4 separate regions of the Mus musculus genome follow, and all the other regions are linked to region 2. Evidence: chromatin contacts called from public HiChIP or PLAC-seq data. All regions are on one chromosome and are shown on one strand. Each heading gives the region's core, a stretch centred on a gene start, on an enhancer-like site or on the middle of the called end of the contact. The rest is flanking DNA. Distances are from core to core; before and after follow the strand shown. Region 1 has its middle 56 kb from the start of Gm36794. Region 2 has its middle 23 kb from the start of Mn1. Region 3 has its middle 71 kb from the start of Gm30032. Region 4 overlaps Gm30032 (a long non-coding RNA gene).

What was found. HiChIP or PLAC-seq counts read pairs in DNA pulled down with a chosen protein or histone mark.
Region 1: a contact with region 2 is called in an H3K4me3 HiChIP or PLAC-seq map of embryonic basal ganglia, with 5 times the contacts expected there. The contact joins two enhancer-like sites. A contact is called at or near these places in 1 of 15 datasets of contacts at CTCF or cohesin (large pre-B cells), 4 of 484 Hi-C or Micro-C datasets (embryonic stem cells and uterus), 7 of 115 datasets of contacts at active chromatin or transcription factors (T-cell acute lymphoblastic leukemia, embryonic basal ganglia, embryonic forebrain and 4 more) and 1 of 9 other capture datasets (embryonic tail).
Region 3: an H3K4me3 HiChIP or PLAC-seq map of embryonic basal ganglia shows a contact between it and region 2, with 7 times the contacts expected there. The contact joins two enhancer-like sites. A contact is called at or near these places in 1 of 15 datasets of contacts at CTCF or cohesin (the NIH/3T3 cell line), 1 of 484 Hi-C or Micro-C datasets (nephron progenitors), 5 of 115 datasets of contacts at active chromatin or transcription factors (embryonic basal ganglia, embryonic forebrain, embryonic hindbrain and 2 more) and 3 of 9 other capture datasets (embryonic stem cells, embryonic tail and embryonic trunk).
Region 4: an H3K4me3 HiChIP or PLAC-seq map of embryonic basal ganglia shows a contact between it and region 2, with 8 times the contacts expected there. The contact joins two enhancer-like sites. A contact is called at or near these places in 6 of 115 datasets of contacts at active chromatin or transcription factors (craniofacial prominence, embryonic basal ganglia, embryonic brain and 3 more) and 1 of 9 other capture datasets (embryonic stem cells).

Annotation. Positions count from the first base shown.
Region 1 is chr5:112,000,922-112,003,621 of GRCm38.p6, reverse strand. No RefSeq gene overlaps it. Among named protein-coding and RNA genes, the nearest start is that of Gm36794, 56 kb to the right of the region's middle. Within about 2 kb of position 1,266, at least 46 of the 459 cell types and tissues checked have an H3K27ac peak or open chromatin away from gene starts, as enhancers often do. A contact at or near this core is called in embryonic basal ganglia, where this site is marked.
Region 2 is chr5:111,392,732-111,395,431 of GRCm38.p6, reverse strand. No RefSeq gene overlaps it. Among named protein-coding and RNA genes, the nearest start is that of Mn1, 23 kb to the left of the region's middle. Within about 2 kb of position 1,426, at least 85 of the 459 cell types and tissues checked have an H3K27ac peak or open chromatin away from gene starts, as enhancers often do. A contact at or near this core is called in embryonic basal ganglia and embryonic brain, where this site is marked.
Region 3 is chr5:112,048,846-112,051,545 of GRCm38.p6, reverse strand. No RefSeq gene overlaps it. Among named protein-coding and RNA genes, the nearest start is that of Gm30032, 71 kb to the left of the region's middle. Within about 2 kb of position 1,290, at least 20 of the 459 cell types and tissues checked have an H3K27ac peak or open chromatin away from gene starts, as enhancers often do. A contact at or near this core is called in embryonic basal ganglia, where this site is marked.
Region 4 is chr5:112,109,096-112,111,795 of GRCm38.p6, reverse strand. Gm30032 (a long non-coding RNA gene) reads left to right here. Exons shown (of 4, transcript XR_880589.2): 3 at 160-253. Among named protein-coding and RNA genes, the nearest start is that of Gm30032, 10 kb to the left of the region's middle. Within about 2 kb of position 1,420, at least 29 of the 459 cell types and tissues checked have an H3K27ac peak or open chromatin away from gene starts, as enhancers often do. A contact at or near this core is called in embryonic basal ganglia and embryonic brain, where this site is marked.

The sequences.
Region 1 (2,700 bases), core at 17-2,516, 610 kb before region 2:
ACACAGAGGCACACACATATATGCATACACACACATATATGCATACACACACATATATATTTATATACACACACAGAGGCACACACACATATATACATACACACAGGCACACACACACACAGAGGCACACACACACATTAAAATTCGATGTCTCTGCAGCATTTGTCCTTCTGAGCAGGCTTATCCCACTTAACGCAATGATGTCGATTCCCCATGCATTTTCCTGCAAAGGGCACAGTTCCATTCTTTATGCCTGATTTCAGCTCTGCTGTGGGCGTGGCTAATTCTCTAAGGGAAATGAGCTGAGGAGCAGGAGCAGTTAGGCGGGGGTGGGGTGGCCGTGAGGCTGCTTTAGACACATTGACTTTAGGGTACCATGGAACCCCTAAGTGAAGAAATAAAAACCCAGGACTCAGAAAGCAGGGTCTGATGGGAAACACTGAAAACGAAGAGGCCCGGGCCCTGATGCTGCTGTTTCTCCCTAGTCCCCGAACCCTCACTGAACCCCGAGCTTATTGGTACCACACAATTAGGTGCCTAATTGCTCTCTAATTGTTATGTGCCTTAGTCTGTCTTGCTAGACAAATTTGTTAGCTCCTGGAGGGCAGAAGGCTTCTTATCATGACCCCGGGTACCAGGTGGGGGTGGGGTGAGAGTCTGAATGGCAGAGGAGACTACCTGACTGGCTCATCACTCTTGTGGTTGCCTTACCTCAGTTTTCCCCTCCATGTAATGGGAGTCCTCGGCCCTGTGACCTTTCCCCCTGCCCCCCCCCCACCCCTTTCAGGGATTTATTGGTGTTTTCTTTGAGGGCTGAGACCTCTGCATGGGCTCCCTGGACAGGTCAGAAATTAAAACAAACCAAAAGAAACCTAAAATAGTAAGAAGCCGATCATGTATGTGCAGAGGCAGTGGCAGGCGAGTCCAGAGGAACGGGTTTCGTGGTTATACAGACAAACAAATCACTTCCCCAGGAGCTTCTTAGGGGAATTACAGTTCCTGGAAATGAAACACAAACAGATTATTAAGAAAGAGCTCCCCGTTGGGAGAGAAACAGTATTTACAAGAGAAGATGTGCCTAGCTGGACCTCTAATTGCCGTTCATTATCTCATATTGATTTAATTAGCTGCAGTGCTGAGGTCTGAATCGGTTCTGCCCGCAGCAGCAGGGGCTGTGCGCCTTAAGCGCCATTGACCTAGGCCTTCACCTTAGTTCACGCCTCCTCCCCCAAACCTAGGGTCAGCTGGCAGGGTGCTCTGGTGCTGGCTGTGGGCCGGAGGCGACCAGCCATGTCCACAGCCTCCTGAGCCTCTTTGTCTGGAGCGCCTCGGCCGGGTGGTTGTGAAGAGCTAATTATCTGCAGTAATTAGCGTGTGTTCATAATGAGGAATCAGAGTGGCTCGGAGTGCGGGGAGATACCGGCCCAGGCTGACTGCAGACCCGGGTGTGCAGGCAGCCAAAGTAAAGAGAGATGCCTTCCCAGGGTGCTCCCGAGGCCCCTAAGGGTGTCTCTTCTGCAGGATCTCCACCCAGGCGGCATCTGACCGTTCGGCCACGTGTGACCTCTCATCTCTCTCCCTGACCCAGAAACTGAAGCCGAACAGCTGGTTTCAGCTGGGAAAGAGGCGATTAGCGTTCCCTCTAGTGGGCATCTGGGACCAATTGTTGTGAAGATTTGGGGTTTATAATTGCAAGAGATTAATGGGGGAGTAGGCCATCAGGCTTAAGAGGTCGCTAATTGCTCTTTTAACATAATTGTGTCCAGGCAGGAGAGAGGGAGGGAGAGGGAGAGTGGAGTGGCCCATACACTGTGTGCACACCGCGCGTGCGTGCACTGAGCCCCTGGCTTGGCATGTAGACTCACACTGTGAGGACAGTGAGGTGGCTTCTGTGGGGATTCTTGTACTGGGGATACAATAGACAATGAGGTCAACCTGAGTTGCAGGGCAAAATAGAGAATGGGGGTTCTTTCCAACTCGACATCAGGTAAAAACCCTCACAGCATATTGTGCCTTGAGGAGGGGCAGACAGGTTTTATTTTTCATGCAAATTCTTCATTTCTCAGTACCAGGAAGGCATGGAAATTTCCCATCCTGGTCATAGTAGGGGTGTGTGTGTGTGTGTGTGTGTGTGGGAATCAGCGATCAACTAGTAATGTCTGCTTTGGCCGAGGGAGAGACTTATTTGGTGTGGATGACACACATTGACCTCTTTAATAGAAGGTCTATGTCTTTATTTTCTTTAGTATGGAATTAGACTATCAGAGAGGAGACATGATTGGTCTAAGTCCCCTGGGTCTCTTAAGAATGCCACAGTGAGACCTGGGGAAGGGTTTGAGAGTCAAGAAGGGGATGGTTCCCTAGAGACCCTTTCTTCCTGGCTGACCCGTGGGAGGCTCACAGTGACTTGTGCTCAGCTGTTAAAGCAGAGGGGGAAGACGGGTCAGTGAGGAGCCACCCATTCTGCCCTCCACACTCTGGTTGGTCACCATTAATAAAGAAACCAGCTTCTTTGAGCTCTTGCTTAATCAGCTCAGAGGATATCTCTCTGGTGACCACTCACTCCATGTTTTGCACCACCTTCGCCAACCACAAAGATCGACTGACTTGTTTATCTAGGTCCTTATCCCCCAGACATGTATGTATGCAACTCAACATCAGGTAAAAATCCTTGAAGCATAGGGGAGGGGTAGATAGGTC
Region 2 (2,700 bases), core at 177-2,676:
GGTTGCCAAATTCATGGGCCCTGTCAGAGTCACCACAGAACACACCACAATGTAGGACTTTCAGAGTGAGCTCCAGAGGTTCTCTCTGCAGATCTAGAGTAGACAGGGCCATAGGGTAGGCAACTGTCTCAGTTTGCCCAGCTCTGAATGGTACAGAGGAGATAGGGGCTCAGCCAGAGCAGCCCTGGGTAAACTGGGTTGCTGGACCCATCTGGTACAGGGAGCCCTGAAGAGTCAGTACTCCCAGGTGGTGAGATGCAGGGCTTCAGGCTTCCCTGCACCACATGCTGAGACCCAGGAGGAGTCTAGGACAGGACGGAGCATACACACAGAGGCAGTCGATATTCCCCAGAGTGAAAGCAATTCCCCCCTACCCCAAGATCTGCCTCTGCATCCTTCAGCATAGCAGGTGAGCATGATCAGTAACAATTAAAAAGTGTTGATCAGCTCATCTGAGTGGGGACAGCAGACTTGTTGGTATTTCAGGGGCCAAGTTTCCCAGCAGCCCCCAGCTGGGCACAGCTGAGCTTTAGCTTCTGGGAGCTGCAGGGTATTTGGAATAAAGGCTCAACCTTGGAGAAGTATTAATGAAAATGTCACAGGCACTAAAGTCAAAGCAGATGTGAAGCCAGCTACACAGGCAGACCTAGCTGATAAGAAACAGCCCAGGAGAGAATAAAAACCTCTTGAGATTAGGTCAAGGACAGAAGGGGGGAGTAGGCACCCAGGGGTCCCCCCATGGCAACTCAGGGGAGCCTGTCGTTCCTGCAGAACAAGCTGACATTTCTGTGCTGCCGTGTTATATATTGACATCCCGACAGGGCAGCGTTTGGAGGCCTCCACATCAGCAAATAAATATTACGTCTCCATCTTCAGCTAAGCAGAGCTGTGGTGCATTCCTATTACTTCATGTGGATTAACCATCTGGAAGTTGAATCAAGCCACAGAGTAAAGAATGGGATCCAATTTTGCATTCACCAAAATAAGCCGTACTAGTCTCAATTTATGGCAGATGGTTATGCAGTCTCAGCGGGCCAAAGAATCTCTCTGCAAAAGAATAAAGTTCATGCCAATTACTGTAATAGGAACCGGTACAACAACTGTGTGAAGCTGACGAAGATCGCAGTGATCGCTGAACAGCTCGTAAACCGTGGGGGGGCCAGGGAGCAATGGGCACCCAGTTAATTCATTAAGATAACGGGAGAGACGAGAAAGCACATGCAGTCATAAAGCAGAAATGTTTCCTCGCAAAATGGGAGAGAGTTGAGAGGCTGTTGTTGGGTCACTCGAGCCACAGGCAGGGGGGAGGAAATGGTTAACGGCAGGAGGCACTCAAGCCAGGAATGGGTTAAATCCTGGGCTGCTCTGTTCCAGTCATTCAAAGCAGACCTGGTCTCAGAATCTGGCGTGAGGCCATTGTGGGTGGAGCCTGGGGGTGAGTGGCAAGAATGAACCGGTGGGAACATTGCAGGCTGCTGCCAGAGGGCCAGGCATACATGCACACCTTTGGGAAAGCGTCTTTGGCTGCAGCAAGCTCAATATGCCTGGATGTACCTGTCCATGGCAGTCTGGGGAGAACGGAGCACTGTATGGAAAGAACACTTTGAGTTCTCCCTGTGAGACTGGCTTCAGGTTACAGCACTGCCTGGCTCCTATACAATGGCCCAGTGTTTACATCTGTCTTTAGATGAAAACTGCTATACTCTTGTAACAGGGTGACCAACGGTCCCTGTTTGTCCATGACTGTCTTGGTTTTAGAGTCAAAGTCTGGCCTCCCAGGAATCCTTTGTCCTGGGCAATGCACGCTGGCTGGTGACTCTAGCTAAGAGCCCAACCAGGGCACGAAGTGTTGTTTTCATGTTTCCTTGTCACAGAGCCATGTCCCATGTTAGTGTCGACAATCCAGACTTTCACTGGCGGGACACCAAGGCTCAGAGGGGTCAAGCTTCATTTGGGGCCTATTGTTCAGTAACGGGGGTGGGTGGGCAGGCATCGGAGTACATGTGCGAGACGCCAAAGCCCTTCAGCCAGCATGGCCTCTGGCAGAGTGTGAGCAGACAGCTCCATGCTAAGACTCCGTGGTTTCAAGCACACTTGCAGGGCTCACTAGCAGGAGACGGGTAGCAACAGTAAGGCCTCCGAGCAAGCACAGGGTCACCATCTCATCCCAGCACTTCCCCACCTCCCAGCATCCTGAGATGATGGCTGCCGCATAGCTGAGCCTTGGGGTAGATCGCAATGAGATGTGAGATCTAGGGCAGTGAAGTCCCACCATGGACAGCACTAACATGCACAGATCCAGACCTCAACCTCATGAGTAGAAAAGCTGTGCCTGTCACTCAGTAGGGGCTGAGAGGAAGACTGGAATCCCAATAGATCCCATATTAACAGGATCCTGAATTCATGGCCCACTAGACCGCCAACAGATACTGTCCTCAGCCAGATAGGCAATGCTGGGCAGGAGTGTAGGGGAAGTGGTCTCTGGTGAAGTAGAACAGCCCTGACCTCAGGGTTGCTCCACCCGGGGATTTACAGGTCAGGCTCCCCTGACACCCCAACTGCTGTCAAGCACACTTAGAAGGAACACACCACAGGCTCCTGGAGACCCCTCATGTCCACAGCACTAACACAAAGCCAGCTGGAGGTTGGGGGGAAGACATGGTACTACTGAGGTAGGGGGCCTCAGTAGGGGGGCAGAGC
Region 3 (2,700 bases), core at 41-2,540, 660 kb before region 2:
AGCCCCTCGAACAGCCCACAGTGTCTCCTCCTGGAGCACCCTCCAATGGGCAGATGGGTCAGGTCCCTTCCTTCTTTGCCCATCATTAATTTTGTGATATGAAAGAGGGGGTACTGACCCTCTCCAGTCCTCACCCATGCTCTGCCAAGCATAAGCCTGGACCCACCCATGTGTCGATGCCCTCTTGTTGGCCAAGTGGTTCTGGGATAGTGAGAGGACCCTAGATCACTCAACCTTCCACTTACCCTGGGACTTTGGTCGAGAGTCTCTCTCTCTCTCTCTCTCTCTCTCTCTCTCTCTCTCTCTCTCTCTCTCTCTCTCTCTCTCTCCTGCTCTCCTCTCCAGCTTTCACTGTCTCCTTACATGAAGATGATGACATGAGCTTACTCTGCTGTGAGACTTGGCCCTGTGCCCAGCTTGGGGGAAGCACCAGTCAGGTTGGTGGGGATAGTCATGTCCTCCTGCCTACAATGAGGAACACCGAGCTCCTCAGCGCTGGTCTTCCAGGGCCCCAGCCTCTGAGTCAGAGCCGGGTATGAAGAAGGAACAATTTTCTGACCCTGCGTTCAGGCTGCCAGAGCCATTTAGGGGTGTCAGACAAGGAGTAGCCCCTAACACCCAAGCTGCCTAGGTGGTGGCCGGCGTTGGGGTGGCTTCCTCTGACCTTAAACCCTAACGCTCCTGCCCACATCTGCAGCTAAATAAACCAAGTAATCATGCTGGCAGATAGATAATTAAATAATTATCAGGCACTTAATAACGAGGAGTGGGAGCCCTGCCTCTCCGCATTAGACAGTGTCTTTGAGGGCTAATTGTTGCATTACATCAGAGTCCCCTCATTCATTACTCTTGTCATTTCGGGTGATAATTTGCACTTTAGGAGACAGCGACAATTTTAGCAGGCAATTAGAGACGTGTCAGGCCTGGCCCTGTGAGTTACTGTCACAATTATTGCCCTCCCCCCCACACCCCACCGTCCTCATTTGCAACCATGTATTTAAGGGGATTTGGGTAATTCTAGGTCTGGGTAAAACAGCCAACCCATGGGACGGTGGAAGGTCTGGGGATCGGGCAGATACCAGTACCAGAGCAGGGGAGGGATGCTGTACACAGATCTGCAGGGATGGGGCTTCTCGTTGGTGGACAGAAACTGCATCTAGTCGCCCATCAGTGGGGTTCTCCTTCCCTGGTGGCTCTTGATGTTCTTCCACCCTTCCCGGGCATCTTTCTCAGCTCTTTTATAACCGCTTGAGTGCACGTGATTAAGATCTCTTTGCAAGTCTCTGAGAGGCAGGAGAGAATCAGAATGGGCGGAGGAAAGAGGAACGGAGACAGGGAACTGGGAAGTATTCACTAGGGTTTTTAAACCGTAATTTTATTTTCTGTGTTTTGGCATCTTGGGGACTGTTGGGCCTGGGGATAGACTGCTCTTTCCAGATCAGCTGGTTTCTACAGACAGGGGCAAACCAGCTGGATCCCAGCACGACCCCACCCACCTGCTCACTTTACCAGGATTCTACCACCTGGGGGGCCTTGTCCTCAACCGGGAGTCAGCCTGCGCTGAGTCATCCTGAGCCTTACTTACTTAGCTGGGGTTTCTGTTGCTGTGCTGAAACATGGTGGCTAAAAGCAACTTGTGAAGGGGAAGGGCTTATTTTACCTTACACTTTTCTGCATCATGGTTCATCACTGAGGTAAGTCAGCAGGGACTCAAGGCTGGACCCTGGAGGCAGGAGATGAAGTGACACCATAGAAGAATGCTGCTTATTGGCATGCTCCCCATGGCTTGCTCATGCTTTCTTATACCACCCAGGATTCCCTACCCAGGGATGGCGTAATCTACAGAGGGCTGCTCCCTCCCTCCCACATCAATCATCGATCAAGAAAATACCCTATATCCTTGCCCACAGGCCAGTCCTATGGAGAAAGTTCTCAGTTATGATTCCCATTTTCCAGATTAGTCTAGGTTTGTCTCAAGTTGACATAAAAGTAGCTAGCACAGATGGGCAGTGGGTAACCCAGGACTGCCCCTACCTAAAGTTCACTGAAGCTACCAAATAGGCAGCCCGCTATCTACTTGCAGATCTAGACCTCCTCCCACCATGCTATGGCAGAAAGCTCTGATCCATATTCATCCTTGCTTTCTGCCTCCAGCAGACTCCAGTGCCTCCCGGACTGGAACCCGCAGGTGCAGACACTCCCTGGGTGTTTGGGGACTGTGCCTCTGTAGAACACTGCTTATCTCTTGGTCCCCTTGGCAGGAAGAGGAGAGAGGGGGGAGGAGAGAGGGAGTAGAGGGGGAAAGGAGAGAGGAAAGAAGAGGAGAGAGGGAGGAAGAGGAGAGAGGGTAGGGGAGAAGGAGCAAGAAACAGGGAAGGGAAGAGAGGGAGAGAGGAAGAGAAACACACACAGGGGTGGGGCAAGAGAAACAGAGCTGGGAGGGCAGAGAAAGGGCGATACTCAAAAGTTGTGTTTGAGAGCAATACGTTTTCACTGACTCCTCATCATTAAAGCCCGGTGCCTGGGTTTATGACTTCCTTGATCCTGAGAAACTCCACAAGACCATGAGTTAGCAAAACATATTTTGACTGGCTACAGGAGACTCAGAGGAAAAAGCACTGTCACACTCAAGTGCAAAATTCCACAAAAAAAGAGGAATTGAAACTGTAGCCACCACCTTGCAACTATATCCTGAGCCAT
Region 4 (2,700 bases), core at 171-2,670, 720 kb before region 2:
GTGGGAAGGTGGGTAGACACTGCAGCATGCAGGAATGGTGGGGTGGGGGAGGGGCAGAGTCAGAAAGTGGAAGTCAGGGAAGGCCCCAAGCTTGGCCACTGGTATCCTGCTGTGCAATTTTGGGCACATCACATGATTTCTCTGATCCTTGCCTTCCAGGGCTGGGACTGGGAGCCTTCAGCACAGGATGGGATGGAAGTGTGGTTATCAGGTGAGGTACCTCACTGAGTCTGGTACCCACTGGCCATAGCAGGTATGTCAACGCTGCCGACATGCAGTGGTGACCCGTGAGGGTGGGCTCTGGAGTCATGTGGACTGGGTTCAAACTTCGCTTCTTGGCTGTGAGAATTTAGGCAGCCTTCTGCTGCTGGAGCCCATGTCCCTGACTGGCAGGGTGGGGTCTGGTCCTTCACTGCCCTGTGTGGATGGTTTATGGATATGAGAAAGCCCCATGCATCAGGTGTACACTCAGACCATGGACTGCTTAGAATTCACAGGGAGTTGAAAGTCAGTACCAGGCAGGCCATAGGCTCTTAGCAGCTGTCAGGTATGTGTGTGTGTGTGTGTGTGTGTGTGTGTGTGTGTGTGTGTGTTTGTTGGGTGGGCATCAGGCTGTGTCTGCCAAGTGGGTGGTCATGGGGTTTGGAGGGTGATGTGAGAGTGTTTCTAAAACGATCTCCTCCCAAGCTTGCTAACTTACTGTGTGACCTTGGGCCAGCCCCTCAACCTCTCTGGACCCTGCTCCCTTGTGTGTAAATCCTGGAAAGGTTTACTTAAGTGCTAAGGTTTTGTTTGTTTGTTTGTTTGTTTGTTTTCTTCTTCAGAGCCTTAAAAAAAAATCGATGGTTATAAAGGTTTGTGGTTAGCGAGAACCATCTGCCCCAGGCAAAGACCAGACCCTCCCCAACCTTTCAGGCAGAAATAAAACAACAAGCAGCCGGTTTTGCAAATTGCCATCTCGGAGGTCGTAAGCACTGGTATCTGCTTTTGTGCGCGACTTGATTGAAATTCTTCTGCGATGGCGGGTGTCCCCACCATCAGTGCCTTAATTAGAAATGAGGACAGTCACATCGGCATAAATTAAATCAGACTAAAGATGATTAACAAAGTAAATGCAAGGAATCATTAAATTAAACCATTGTGCCAGGTCCTCTGCCTATCTATCACAAATTTGGGCTGCTAATGAGGGTCTTAATTAGTAAGTTAGGTCGAAATAATTCATGCCAGTCACTCAGAGGCAGACCCCCTTTCCTCCTCTGCATCTTACCCGGTCTTTCTGCTTCCAGCTCCGAATGCAAATGCATCGGGCCGTGGACCACGGACGGACATCGCTGACAAATGACATCATTCTCCCATGATCAAACCCTCCTGGCACTGGATGTGTTTGCTGTGATGCCTGGGGCGAGGCCCCGTTCGCCACAAGGGGCGAGATTAGTCCTAACACAACTGGACTGCAGATAGATGAGACCTGGTTCTGGATTCATCAGCTGGGAGGCAGAAGAGTGAGGGCTGCAGACAGGAGACTTGAGGGGTCATAGAGTGGCCCAGGGTAGACCTGGGGACTCTGGTGTTGGGTTTTATAAAAAAGAAAGGCAACCCAGGGATACGTTTGGTAGAGGCATGGTATGGTGCAGGGGAAGTGGGTGCCTCTGTGGGTGTGCACCTCTCCCCTGAGGTACCATAGTATAGAATTAGAGTTTAGGGCACAGAGAGGGAAGTTGAGGGGGTAGTAGAGACAGAGAAAGGTAGAGAGAAAGGGTCAGGGAAGGGGGAGAGGGAGAGTAGTAGAGGCTGGCCGTGAACATGGAGAGAGAAGGGAGGGGAGGGGAATGGGAGTAAGGGAGTAAGAGGCTGAGGAGGGGGCAGGCAGCCCCTTTTATACTGAGGCCAGCACACCTGGCTGTTGCCAGGTAACTGTGGGGTGGAGCCTAGAAGAAATGCTAACATCTGGTATCCCAGGATTCCCTGCTCTTCCCAGCTGTGTTCAGCAGATCTGCTCACACTCCCTATCTACTGAGGAAGAATCAGAGAGGTGAATGGACTTGCCTAAGGTCACACACAGAGGCAGAGCCTGACTCAGCAGCCCATCCTGGCTCTACCAGTGATGGCCAGGTGGCTGGGTGGCAGGTGGGCGTGGATGTGTGGTAGGAACTCAGAAGGGAAAGCAGAGTAGACCAATTGAGGATGGGCTGGGGAGATGGAGAGCCTTTGGTGTCAGAGACTTGGCGTGGATATCAGAATCTGCCAGTGATGTCTACTCACCGAGTCTCGGTTTCCTCATCTGTAGTTTGGGTGCAATGAATATCGACTGGTGTGAGCTTTTTGAGGTTTCAGTGATGTCTTGTGAGATGTGTGTAGTGAACGATTCTTCTGTCACCATCCTGGTGGTTGTCTGGGGACTCAGTTAAGCTTTTGGATTGCTATGAACCCTATGAACCCCAATGACTCCTTCATCAAGACGCAGATGGGTTGGGTTCTCCTGCCCTCAGGAACGGGCAATCGGGAAGGCTTGATATTTGAGGTCATCAGACTGTTGGCTGGGACACAGGAGTGATGACGTCCCTGTCACATGGCAGGCTGGCTAGCATCGGTATTATTGGCCATGGAAGCCATCCAGTCAGGGGTGGGTTCCAGGGCACAGTGTGGCTCCAGCTGCTGTTCCTGCCTCAGCTGCTCAAGTCTGAGTGGGTGCTGTGGCCT